3 separate regions of the Mus musculus genome follow, and regions 1 and 3 are each linked to region 2. The links are chromatin contacts, called in public promoter capture Hi-C maps. All regions are on one chromosome and are shown on one strand. The core of a region is the stretch at or near the end of the contact, and the rest is flanking DNA. Distances in the headings are between cores, read along the strand shown.

The links. Promoter capture Hi-C pulls out the DNA fragments that hold promoters and counts their contacts.
Region 1: a contact with region 2 is called in a promoter capture Hi-C map of liver, with 2.2 times the contacts expected there. The contact joins the promoter of Nrm here to the promoter of Hnrnpm in region 2.
Region 3: a promoter capture Hi-C map of cranial neural crest shows a contact between it and region 2. The contact joins the promoter of 2310061I04Rik here to the promoter of Hnrnpm in region 2. A contact is called at or near these places in 1 of 39 promoter capture datasets (cranial neural crest) and 2 of 9 other capture datasets (adipose tissue and liver).

Annotation. Positions count from the first base shown.
Region 1 is chr17:35,859,429-35,862,952 of GRCm38.p6, reverse strand. It overlaps Nrm (nurim (nuclear envelope membrane protein)), which reads right to left and starts at 1,635. Exons shown (of 4, transcript NM_134122.2): 1 at 1,436-1,635. The coding sequence starts at 1,568. Mdc1 (mediator of DNA damage checkpoint 1) reads right to left here. Exons shown (of 16, transcript NM_001010833.2): 16 at 3,283-3,524.
Region 2 is chr17:33,683,913-33,687,386 of GRCm38.p6, reverse strand. Hnrnpm (heterogeneous nuclear ribonucleoprotein M) reads left to right here and starts at 1,929. Exons shown (of 16, transcript NM_029804.3): 1 at 1,929-2,120. The coding sequence starts at 2,008. It also overlaps a transcript of Marchf2 not described here.
Region 3 is chr17:35,895,336-35,898,973 of GRCm38.p6, reverse strand. It overlaps 2310061I04Rik (RIKEN cDNA 2310061I04 gene), which reads left to right and starts at 1,596. Exons shown (of 6, transcript NM_001033630.1): 1 at 1,596-1,783; 2 at 2,902-3,303; 3 at 3,602-3,638. The coding sequence starts at 1,712. Atat1 (alpha tubulin acetyltransferase 1) reads left to right here. Exons shown (of 13, transcript NM_001142744.1): 11 at 507-586; 12 at 675-717; 13 at 1,059-1,379. The coding sequence ends at 1,233.

The sequences.
Region 1 (3,524 bases), core at 386-2,885, 2.2 Mb before region 2:
AACAACTATGTCCCAAGAATATGTGGGAGATAGGGCTGGAGAGATGGCTCATCGGTTAAGAGCACTGGCTAGAGCAGGGAAGTGGTGGTGCATATCTTTAATCCCAGGACTTGGGAGGCAGAGGCAGGTGGATTTCTGAGTTGGAGGCCAGCCTGGTCTACAGAGTGAGTTCCAGGACAGCCAGGGCTACACAGAGAAACCATGTCTTGGAAAACCAAAAAAAAAAAAAAAGAGAGAGAGAGAGAGAGAGAGAAAGAGAGAGAGTGCATTGGCTAGGAGGCAGAGGCAGGTGGATTTTTAAATTCGAGGCCAGCCTGGTCTACAGTGAGTTCCAGGACAGCCAGGGCTATGCAGAGAAACCCTGTCTCCCCCCTCCCCCCTCAATAAGCACTGGCTGCTCTGGCTGCTCTTCCAGAGGTCCTGAGTTCAATTCCTAGCTACCACATGGTGGCTTACAACCATCTGTAATAGGATCTTATGCCCTCTTCTGGTGTGTCTGAAGACAGCTAAGGTTTACTCATATACATAAAATAAATAAATCTTAAGAAAGAAAGAAAGAAAGAAAGAAAGAAAGAAAGAAAGAAAGAAAGGCATGGTGGCCCACACCTTTAATCCCAGTACTCGGGAGGCAGAGGCAGGCGGATTTCTGAGTTTGAGGCCAGCCTGGTCTACAGAGTGAGTTCCAGGACAGCCAGAGCTATACAGAGAAACCCTGTCTCAAAACACCAAAATAAATAAATAAATCTTAAAAAAAAAAAAAAAAAAAGAATACATAGGCCTCTGAATTCCAAGCCAGCTGGGGATACATAGAAATACCCTGAAAAAAAAAACCCAAAAACAAACAAACAAACAACTCAAGGTTGTCCTTCAGCAGCCGTTTGCACTGCACACACAGGAGCACAAGCACACATTCCACAATTATATTCATTCACACACACACACACACACACACAAGCAAGCAAGGAGACTAGGGAAGTGGTCTTTGGTGTGGTTTTCTTGTTTGCTTTTCCAAGACAGGGTATCTCTACATACATAGTCCTCACTCAATAGATCAGGCCTTGAAATCAGTAATGATAGACCTTCAATCAAGAGATCCGTTTGCCTCTGCCCCCTCCAATAATAGGGTTAAAGGTGTGAGCTACCACATCTCGCTGTCTGGGGTTTTCTAGCAGCGTTTCCCCTTTTTTATCTTTCTCCTTCCCCTGGCTCTCCTCACAAAACCCCACCCCCACCCCGGGCCGTACTCTGTCAGTCTTCACTCGCAGCTTTCTGCACAAGACTAATCTTGGAGTTTCTGATTTAGCCTCCGCTCCCTTCCCAGCAGCGCCTCCCAGCTTTGGCGGTTTCCCTGTCATTTGTTTCCATGCCCCGCCCTCGCCACGCTGCTTCGGCTCCTCCTCTCCGCTTCAGCTCGCCCTGGATCCCTGCGGCTCACCGGGACCGCCAGACTCCGGGATCCCTCCAAGCAGCGGCCTCAGGGAGGTGAAACGCACGAATTCCACTCCGGTGCCAAAGGCCAGGATGAAGGAGGCGAGGGCCGCAGGAACCAGCAGCAGCGCCGGTGCCATGGCGAGCAGCGCGGAGCCTGAGGAGAAGGCGGGCTCAGGGTTCCCGCGACTGCTGGCCCTGCCCAGGTCCCGCCTCCTTGGGGGTGCTGGCGGCAAGGCGGGGACCGCGAGCGGCGCGTCACAGCGCGGAGTTGGAATCCCAGGCGTCGTCAGGGCAGCTGGTCTGCGGCTACCCTTGTGGGTCGAATCTCAGCGCTGTCAGTGTTCTCGAGGAAAGTGAAGACAGAGCCTCCCTTGCGTGGAAACATAAAGAACATCTTGTTTTTAAAGATAATCACTCCTTATTCTCCAGCCTCAATCCCTGATGTGCTGGGGTTACAAACGGCGCCACCCCGCCCAACATAGATTTTTGTATAGTGACCGTTTTAGAGCTGGGTGTGGTGGCTCGTGCCTGTAATTCCAGTACTCGGAAGGGTGAGGCAGGAGAATTTGAAGTTAGCTTGGACTGCATATGGAGACCGGTTCCGAAAAAGCCATTAAAAAAAAAAAGAGAGAGAGAGAGACAAGGTCGGGAGATGGTGGCATATGGATCTCCAAGTTCCAGGCCAGCCTGGCCTATATAGTCAGTTCTAGGATAGCCAAAGGCTACACAGAGAAACCCTGTCTCTAAAACCAAAGACCGAGTAATGAAAGGCTCAATCACCATAGCTATCCAAGTACAGGGTCCTCAGAAGACAAGAGCTGATTCTCTCAGATTACAGATAGAGCAAGGGCAGGGAGGCTGGTTGCTCCCAAGACGTCTGGACCAAGTTCTAATGCATTGTATAGCACTTTTCCTCCCCACCCTGATCTCTGCTTGGGAAATGTATTGAGTGGGCTCCATCTGTGAATGTTTTTGAAGAAGTTCTGTACTTACATTTATTTTGCCTTTATGTGTATTGATGTTTTGCTTGCAACTATGTGAGTGTCAGATCTTGGAGTAACAGTGGTGAGCTGCCATGTGGGTGCTGGTATTTGAACCCAGGTCCTCTGGAAGAGCCCAGTACCCTCAACCACTGAGCTCTCTCCAGCCCCCACTTGGACTGCTCAAAAAAAAAAAAATGTATATATATTTTTAATGGCAGAATCTAGCCAGGTGGTGGTACACGCCTTAATGGCAGAATCTTCATGTAGCGCAAGATGGCTTCGAACTTGCTGTTATGTAGCTGAGAATCATCTTGAGCAGATCCTCTTGCCTCTGCCTCCAAGTGCTGGGATTATGGCCTAGCATCACATCCTGGCTCCACTGATCTTCTAGACACTGTGAAGTGGTCCCAGAAGAGCTTATAGGTGGGAAACAAGCAGTTGACTATGTGTGGTTTCTCTTTAACCTGTTTCCTCCTTAAATCATAATGCAAGCTCTAGGGAGGCAAATGCCTAAGGCTCACTGTCCATCCAGCCCAGCCTAAGGGTGCCCCATGTCCCAGTGAGATTCCCTATCTCAAAGAAAAACAAAGTGGCCCGAGGAAAGACATCCAAGGCTGACTTCTGGCCTCCACAGGCATCAAATGAACAATGGTCTAGGACTACTGCTTAGCGGTGAAGCTTTTGAGCAGCATTTCAGGAAGCCTTAGATTCAACCCCCGGCACCACCAAAAAAGAAAAACCTTAAAGATCAAGCATATAACTGGGGTGTGAATGAGTTGTAAAGCAATTGCCTGTCATGAGTTGGGCCTCATTTGTGCCAACCACCAATAGTTCTCTAAGCTTATACATAATTCACTGCAGGAAAATATAAAGTAAGCAACTTTTTTATTGAAGTGAAATTCATAAAGCAAAAAAAACCCAACCCTTTTATACATTAGTACTTAATATTCTGCATTATGTACAATCACTTCCTCTTTCTGATTCCAAGTCTTTCAACTCCCCACAGGGGAACACTAGACCCCTTGAACAGCTTCTGTGTACTCATGGTCTGGCAAGCATCAATTTGCTCTTACCTTTGTGAATTCACACCACACTTTATATATTATTATG
Region 2 (3,474 bases), core at 680-3,179:
AGAGCATTTTGCTTACTTACTGGGTTTTTTTTTGTTTTTGTTTTTGAGACAGGGTTTCTCTGTGTAGCCCTGGCTGTCCTGGAACTTACTCTGTAAATTAGGCTGGCCTCAAAGTCACAGAGATCCACCTACTCTGACCCCCAAGTGCTGGAATTAAAGGTGTGTACTACTACTGTCTGGCAGGAGTCTTTCATTAACCCTACTTCCAGATGAGCAAATTGAGCCTCAGAAAAGCAGTCTCATCATCCCAGTGGGTCCAGTACAGTCTGGTCTTCCCTGTTGTTTTCTGCACCCATCTCTTGCCTAGTACACAGGCTCATGCATGGTAGTATCTTGCTGCCCTGACTGGAAACTCAAGGGGAAGTCAATTTTTCAGAAAGTAAAGACTCAGAGGCTGGAATCTGGCCCATAGGAAGAGCAGGTTGGGAGACTTCGTGACTGGAACAATATGATTGAGGAACAGAGCTGATGTGATCAGGCCTTGGGTGACTGGTGAACTGATATCCATAAAAAAAAAATTTATGTAAAAACACACAAGCATCTTCACTCTTCTGGCCTACCAAGCTTGGTACCTATTTCTCATCATAACTTTGGAATGTAGGGTCCCAGGAAATGGTGTCAGGGTGGTGCCGTAAGGAGAGATAGAATAGGAGGGAGGGAGGGGAAAGAAGGGGAAAAGAGGAGTCGGAAAAGGGTGGGAGGGAGGTTTCTGTTATACATCTCTTCTAATGCTTTGAATTACATGGAGAGTTTTAGTTTGATATTAACCTGTCAAGAATTCTGCATGCAGGGTTGGCTCTGTCTTAGTGGGTAAAGATGTTTGCTGCCAAGTTTGACAACCTAAATTTGATTACTGGAAAGAGAAAATCAATTCCCACATGCCAGCCATGGCATGCTCAAAGCCTGTATTCAATCATTCCCCCTCCATCCCCCCCCCAATAAAAATAATTCCTGCCAACATAATTTTTATATTTTTTCTCCATTTAAGGAAAGCTGATCTCTCCTTGACATGCCACGGACATTGTCAAAGCAGTTGTGGTTACTTGCACAAGATAGAACCTCATCATGTTGGGGTGGGGGAGCCTTGGGAGGCTTCACCCTTCCCTGAAGATCTATTGGTAGTAGATGCTGGAGGAAAGAGGTGTCATTTTCCTCAGTGTTGTAGCCACCTATTTAGTTGCCCCAATAAATCAACCCCTAATCTATGCTCTTGCAAGCAAACCCAACTCAGTAGGTCATAAAACAAAGACAAGGAGGTACATGGAGGAACTTGTTGGAAAGAAGGTACAGTGGAAATGCGGGAAATAAAAGGGCAATGGTAGGTGAATATGATAAAAGAACAGTATAGGGTCAGGGATTGAAGTTGATAGACTGCTAGCATGTTCAAATCACTGGGTTCAATTCCTAGCACTGATTAGCCTGGTTCCTCTGGCCTATCATTCTAGCACTCAAGAGGTGTAGGCGGCAGCTCAGACATTCAAGGCCAGTATTGGCTAGAAACTGTCTCAACAACAACAGCAAAACCCCAAGCAAGCGCAAAATACATGATATACATATATGAAGTTGCTGAAAAAAGAAAAAGAAAGAAAAGGCCAGGCGTGGTGGTGCTTGCCTTTATTTCCTGCACTTGGTAGGTAGGGAGAGGCTGGAGGGCTACATAGTGAGACCCTGCCTCAAAAAAGAAAGCTAATGAGTAAAACAAAACGGAAAAATATAAAGTAAGCTGGACCGACTAGGTCCGTATGTGCGCTCGTATTGTAAGTTCGAATGAGCGACACATATCTCTCCCCCTGTCCCACAACCCAACTGTATCTGCGGACATCGGGAAGTGAGGCCTGCCACTGGAGGAGGCGTGGCCTGACGTCCAGGGGGCGTGACCCGAGGCGAGCAGGAAGCGGGAGCCGGTCGCCGCACAAGGAGGCGTTACTGGTCGTTCGGGGTCACGTGAGCGCGCAGGCGCAGCTCGACAGAGCCCGCTCCCTCACACAAAGCCCAGACGCGGAGAAAATGGCGGCAGGGGTCGAAGCGGCAGCCGAAGTGGCGGCGACAGAACCCAAAATGGAGGAAGAGAGCGGCGCGCCCTGCGTGCCGAGCGGCAACGGAGCTCCGGGCCCGAAGGGGTGAGTAGTCTAACAGCAATTGATCCTTCTCTAACTCCAGCCAGGTTACTTCGCAGCTCCGTTAGGTCTGTGGGCCGCTTTCTCTTCTCCCACGGCGGCGCGGCGTCTGCGCAGGCCTTTTCCCTGCCGAGAGTTGGGGGCGGCCAAGGCTGTGACGACGACGAAGCCAGGAGAGCCTAATGGATCGCCCCCTGCCGACAGCGCTTGCCTCCGCTGCCTCAGCCTCCTGGCTGTCTGAGCGCGTCGTCGAGGCCTCAGGCCTGTGGCCTGGTATTTTATTCTCAGAGCAGTGATGGCGCGCGGGCTGCGGGAGATCAGGGCCCGCAGCACCTCTCACTGGGGTCTCGAGGGTTGAACCATTAAGACTGTGTAGTTTCAACCCTTCAGCATACAATCCATAGTAGTGGAAGTATTCTGTCTCAGTTTCTCAGATCTGAGAAGTTAGGGGCGGGAGGCTTGCGCGTGCGAGGTGTCACGTGTACGGTCGGCGGCGCGACCCGGAAGGTGTCGACATGACTCTTGTTGCGGGGTTCCGAGACACCGGTGTTACCCTCATTCTGCAAGAAGTGCTTCTTCCATTAGAATGGCCCCGGACCCGGGCTCCTGGGCTGGAGTTCTTTCCCCTCTTTATAGTCCTACTTCCTAAAGTGCAGTTGGTACCAATGGGAGAAATGGTCTTTGCTTGCTCAGTGTTCATCCTTAGCAACAGACCTAAAGTGTTCGGGTAGAGGCACCACTTCGGGGTTTCAGAAATTAAAATAGACAGACGTCATCATCCCTTTTTTGGAATCCTGCTTGGAGATCTGTCTAGGGACCTTGATTCGTTATTATAAGTGTCCTAGCATGGCCTGAGGAGTCCCAGCCTTTTGGGAGGAGTGGGAAGCTGCAGGATCCAGAGTGCAAAGTGTGGCCAGACTATATAGAGTGAGTTCAGTCTAGGTTGCCATTTAGTCATTGGGAAATTGAGCTAGACCCTAACTCTCAAAAAGAGGGATGAAAACATAGCAATAACCTGGCACTCCAAAGTCCCTAGATTCGATTCCTAATATCAGACCACAGGGTGGTCTTTCTGAGCCCTAAAAAGTTTTCTTCAAGGAGGAAACCATAAGATTCTGCTCCTGTGAAACTCTCCTCATACTGATATACTAATATATCAGCTTGAGGAGGTCTGGAGAAACATTTTGGTTCTAAAATCAGCAGCCCATGTCTCTGAATTTTTGTTTTCCATCAAATGTATAAGGTGGGAAGTTTTAGGACTCTGGGAGTTGAGAGTACTTAAAACACTTGTTAGTGAAGCATTTACCAAGTAATGGCTATTTTGTTACTGGAGGAAATTTCATATCTTTTATCTTAG
Region 3 (3,638 bases), core at 347-2,846, 2.2 Mb before region 2:
GTTATATGTAAGTACACTGTAGCTGTCCTCAGACACACCAGAAGAGGGCATCAGATCTCATTACAGATGTTTGTGAGCCACCATGTGGTTGCTGGGATTTGAACTCAGGACCTTCAGAAGAGCAGTCGGTGCTCTTAACCGCTCGCTGAGCTATCTCGCCAGCCCCGAGTTCTTATATTTAAAAGAATCATTTTAAGGGAGTTCACACATTCAGGCACCATGGTTCAGCAAGCTCCTTCCTGCATGCCCAAGTGTTTTTGACATAATTAGATCACATCACACACCATCCCAGTTAGAGCAAAGCAACAGTGCAGGATGGTACAGGAAATCTTGAAGTATAAAATAAGCCCTCCCCTACCTTTGCTAGAAGTCTTAGACAAGAATCCTTTAGGGAGGTAGCTGCCCATCGTCTTTGTTCCCACGCTATCCCTCCTTTCTCCTCTGACCCCTCCATGCCACCTTTTCATCCTGAGCCTCTTCCCCTTCATCTCCCGTTTCTTCTACAGGGGGACTCCCTGGGGGCTGGTAGCCCAAAGCTGCCACTACAGCCGCCATGGGGGATTCAATACCTCATTCCTGGGTACAGGTAAGTAGCCACTTTTTCTTATTCTCCAACCAAATAGGTCACACACACATACGACTACAGTCTCCCTAGATGCCTGGTATTTCCACAGGCAACCAAGAACGGAAGCAGGGGGAACAGGAAGCGGAGGATAGGTGAGGTCTACACCTCCCCCTTAACAGCTGCCAGCACCTTCTGACACTGCCTAACACTACTCCTCCTGCTTCCTCCTAAGTCTGTGTGAACTGGATACCAGTTTCCCCCACACATCTTTCTACCTAACGTCGTATAAGCCTTCTTCCTTGTGGCTTGAATTCTGGTGTTTTTCCCCTCTGTCGTGCTCTGAGTACTTAAGTTTGGACACCGTGGTAACTGTCCCAGCCTTAAAACCCAACAGGTGTCTGTACATTACCCTGCACCCACAACCTTGAAGAATTGTCTCAGCGTAATTCCCCGTTAGCAGCTCTAACACACGCTTCATCTCCCTGCCCACCAGGTCGGCCAGTGAGGATCGGGTCTTGTTACTGGATGGGTCTGGGGAGGAGCCTACACAGACAGGTGCTCCAAGGGCCCAGGCGCCACCCCCCCAGTCCTGGACGGTGGGTGGGGACATAATGAACGCCAGGGTCATTCGAAACCTGCAGGAACGCCGCAGCACCAGGCCTTGGTAACCATGGCCAAAGCTTAGTCCTCAGTATGGATGCATTCATTCACTCATTCATTCAACAGGCCTGTCAGCCTCAGATCCTTTGTATCGTTATTTTTAACCAGAGCAATAAAAGTATTTATTTGTTATCACTATAGCTACCGACAAAAAGTGACTTGTCATTATTCAAATTCACATGCCCCTCAGTCTCTCTCCTGAAACTATATTCAGTCCTACCTCCCCTCATTTTGCTAGGCCTGACAAGAGGCTGCGCAGGCGCCCTGGGAGCGCCCCGGCCCGCTGTGCGCAAGCGCACTCCCGCGTAGCGGCGCCTGGGCTGCTGCGGGCCCGCTGTGCGCAGGCGCACGGTCTCTCCGTTTTCCTCCCTTAGCCCCGGCCCCCCCCTCCCTCCTTTCCCCTTCACGAAGCCGGCTCCGGGGCGCGCTGCCCGGCGAGGAGACGGAGACGGGACGCGGGAGGCGCCCGTTCACTCCCGGAACACCATGTACCGTCCGAGCCCGGGGGCCGCCCGGCGCCTCGGGCCCTGCCTCCGCGCCTACCAGGCGCGACCCCAGGTGAGGAGGGGCGGGCGGAGACCCTCCTCAGAGCCGGCCGAGGGGCGGGGCGCCGGGCCGCGCAGGCGCAGAGGCCCCCGCCGCCCCTGACCACCCGTGTGCTGCACGTGTGAGGGGCGCGGGGCCCGCTAGGGCCGGCGTTCCCGGTGAGGTCCGGGGAGCGGCTATCCCGGGTGGCCCCGGTCCCCGCCGTTCTTACCTGTGCCTGGAGGTGACTTGAAGGGCAGGGCAGAGAGGCCGGAACTGCGGGCCTGTGGTGCACCTGCAGAACGGTCCTGCCCGAAAGGCTGGCCGCTGCACCGGGTCGGGCTCCGGGGGACGGCGGGAGCACGGCCACGCCCCCGGCGACGGGGAAGGCTCCCAGAGGGCTCGGCCAGGCCCCATGGACCCCCTGCCCCTGGGGTTCCTGGGCGCCAAGGGACTTGGAATCAGGCTTGACCTCGGGTGACCTGCCATCCTTGCAGTAGCAGCGTTAGTGACCGAGTTCACCCTTCAGCAATCGGCCCGATTGTCATTTAATGGTGCAGAAAATGATAATATAGAATATATATGTAATATATAATGATAATAGCTTCCGTTTATGTACTACTTTATGGGTGACGAAGTTTATACATTCATCATCCTGTTATATAGGCCTCTCCTCTATTTACTGGAAACTGAGGTGCAGGCAGAGTGCCCAGAGGTTCCAACAGAGTCAACTCAGAACTATTCACACCTTCACTTGGATGTTCTTTGCCCTGCACAGCTCTATTTCAGAATCCTGATACATGTTATATATAGATCGCATCATTTCTCCCATGGAGCAGTAAACCAGGATAATGATGGAATCATAGGTGTTCTTTCTAAAGTTGGGGACGGTGGCCCTGGTGCTGTTGTCCTCCTGCGCTCTTTCCTCATGTCTCCCTTTCCTCTGGTAAACTCTCTTCTGCAGGTAGGACTTGAAGCTTCTGATCAGCCCAGCTGGGGTGGAGGAGCATGAGCTGATTTCTTGTTCCTTTGTTTGGTTTTGTTTTTTAAAACTAGGTCTGTGTAGCCCTGGCTGGCCTGGAATCCATGGTAGCCCCTACACCACCATGCTTAGATGTCTGATTTTTTTCTTTTTGTTCTCTTTTCCCTAGGACCAGCTCTCTCCTCGACCTCTACCATTCCCCCCGCTCTGGCCCCACTCCACTCCACCGACTTCTCCATCTTTTCCTCCTCACCGGTCACTACCACCCTCACATCCTCCTACCCACCATCTTCCCCAGGCTCCTCCACCACCTCTCTCTCAGGCCCAGGCTCTCAACTCATTGAGTATGGTTCTTCCTCCGAGAAAGAGGGAGAAGGGACCAGGACCGGAACTACACAGTGGTTGCCTGGATGGGCTTAGGAGCCTTTTTGAGGGACCGCCTTGCCCCTATCCTGGGGCTGTGATACCTTTCCAAGCCCCTGGACCTTCCCACTCTTCCCCCACCACTCCATCAGGAGATGAGAGTATGGAGGAACACCTGGCTGTCATGCATGAGAGACTAAGACAAGAGGTAAGCAGCCCATCTGTAGCAGGGAAATATGGAGACTAGTCAGTTAACTTGTCCTCGTTACTGTGCTGTGAAATGCCTTCTTGGGGAAAGGGTGTCCCTGTTTGAATTAAGGACCATTAAATTGAAAGTGCCGTTTCACTTGGGGCGGGGGTGGGGGAGGGTGAGTGGAAGTTAGAAGACCCTAAAGATAGATTACTGAGGAGCCAAACTGGTTATACTCTGGAGGTTGAGGGAAGAGGATTCCAAGCTCAAGGACTGAACCTTTCCTGCTGAGTTGATGCCTTCTTCTTCCACCTAGCTTCCCACCCTCTTCCTTCGCTCCCATGACTACACTA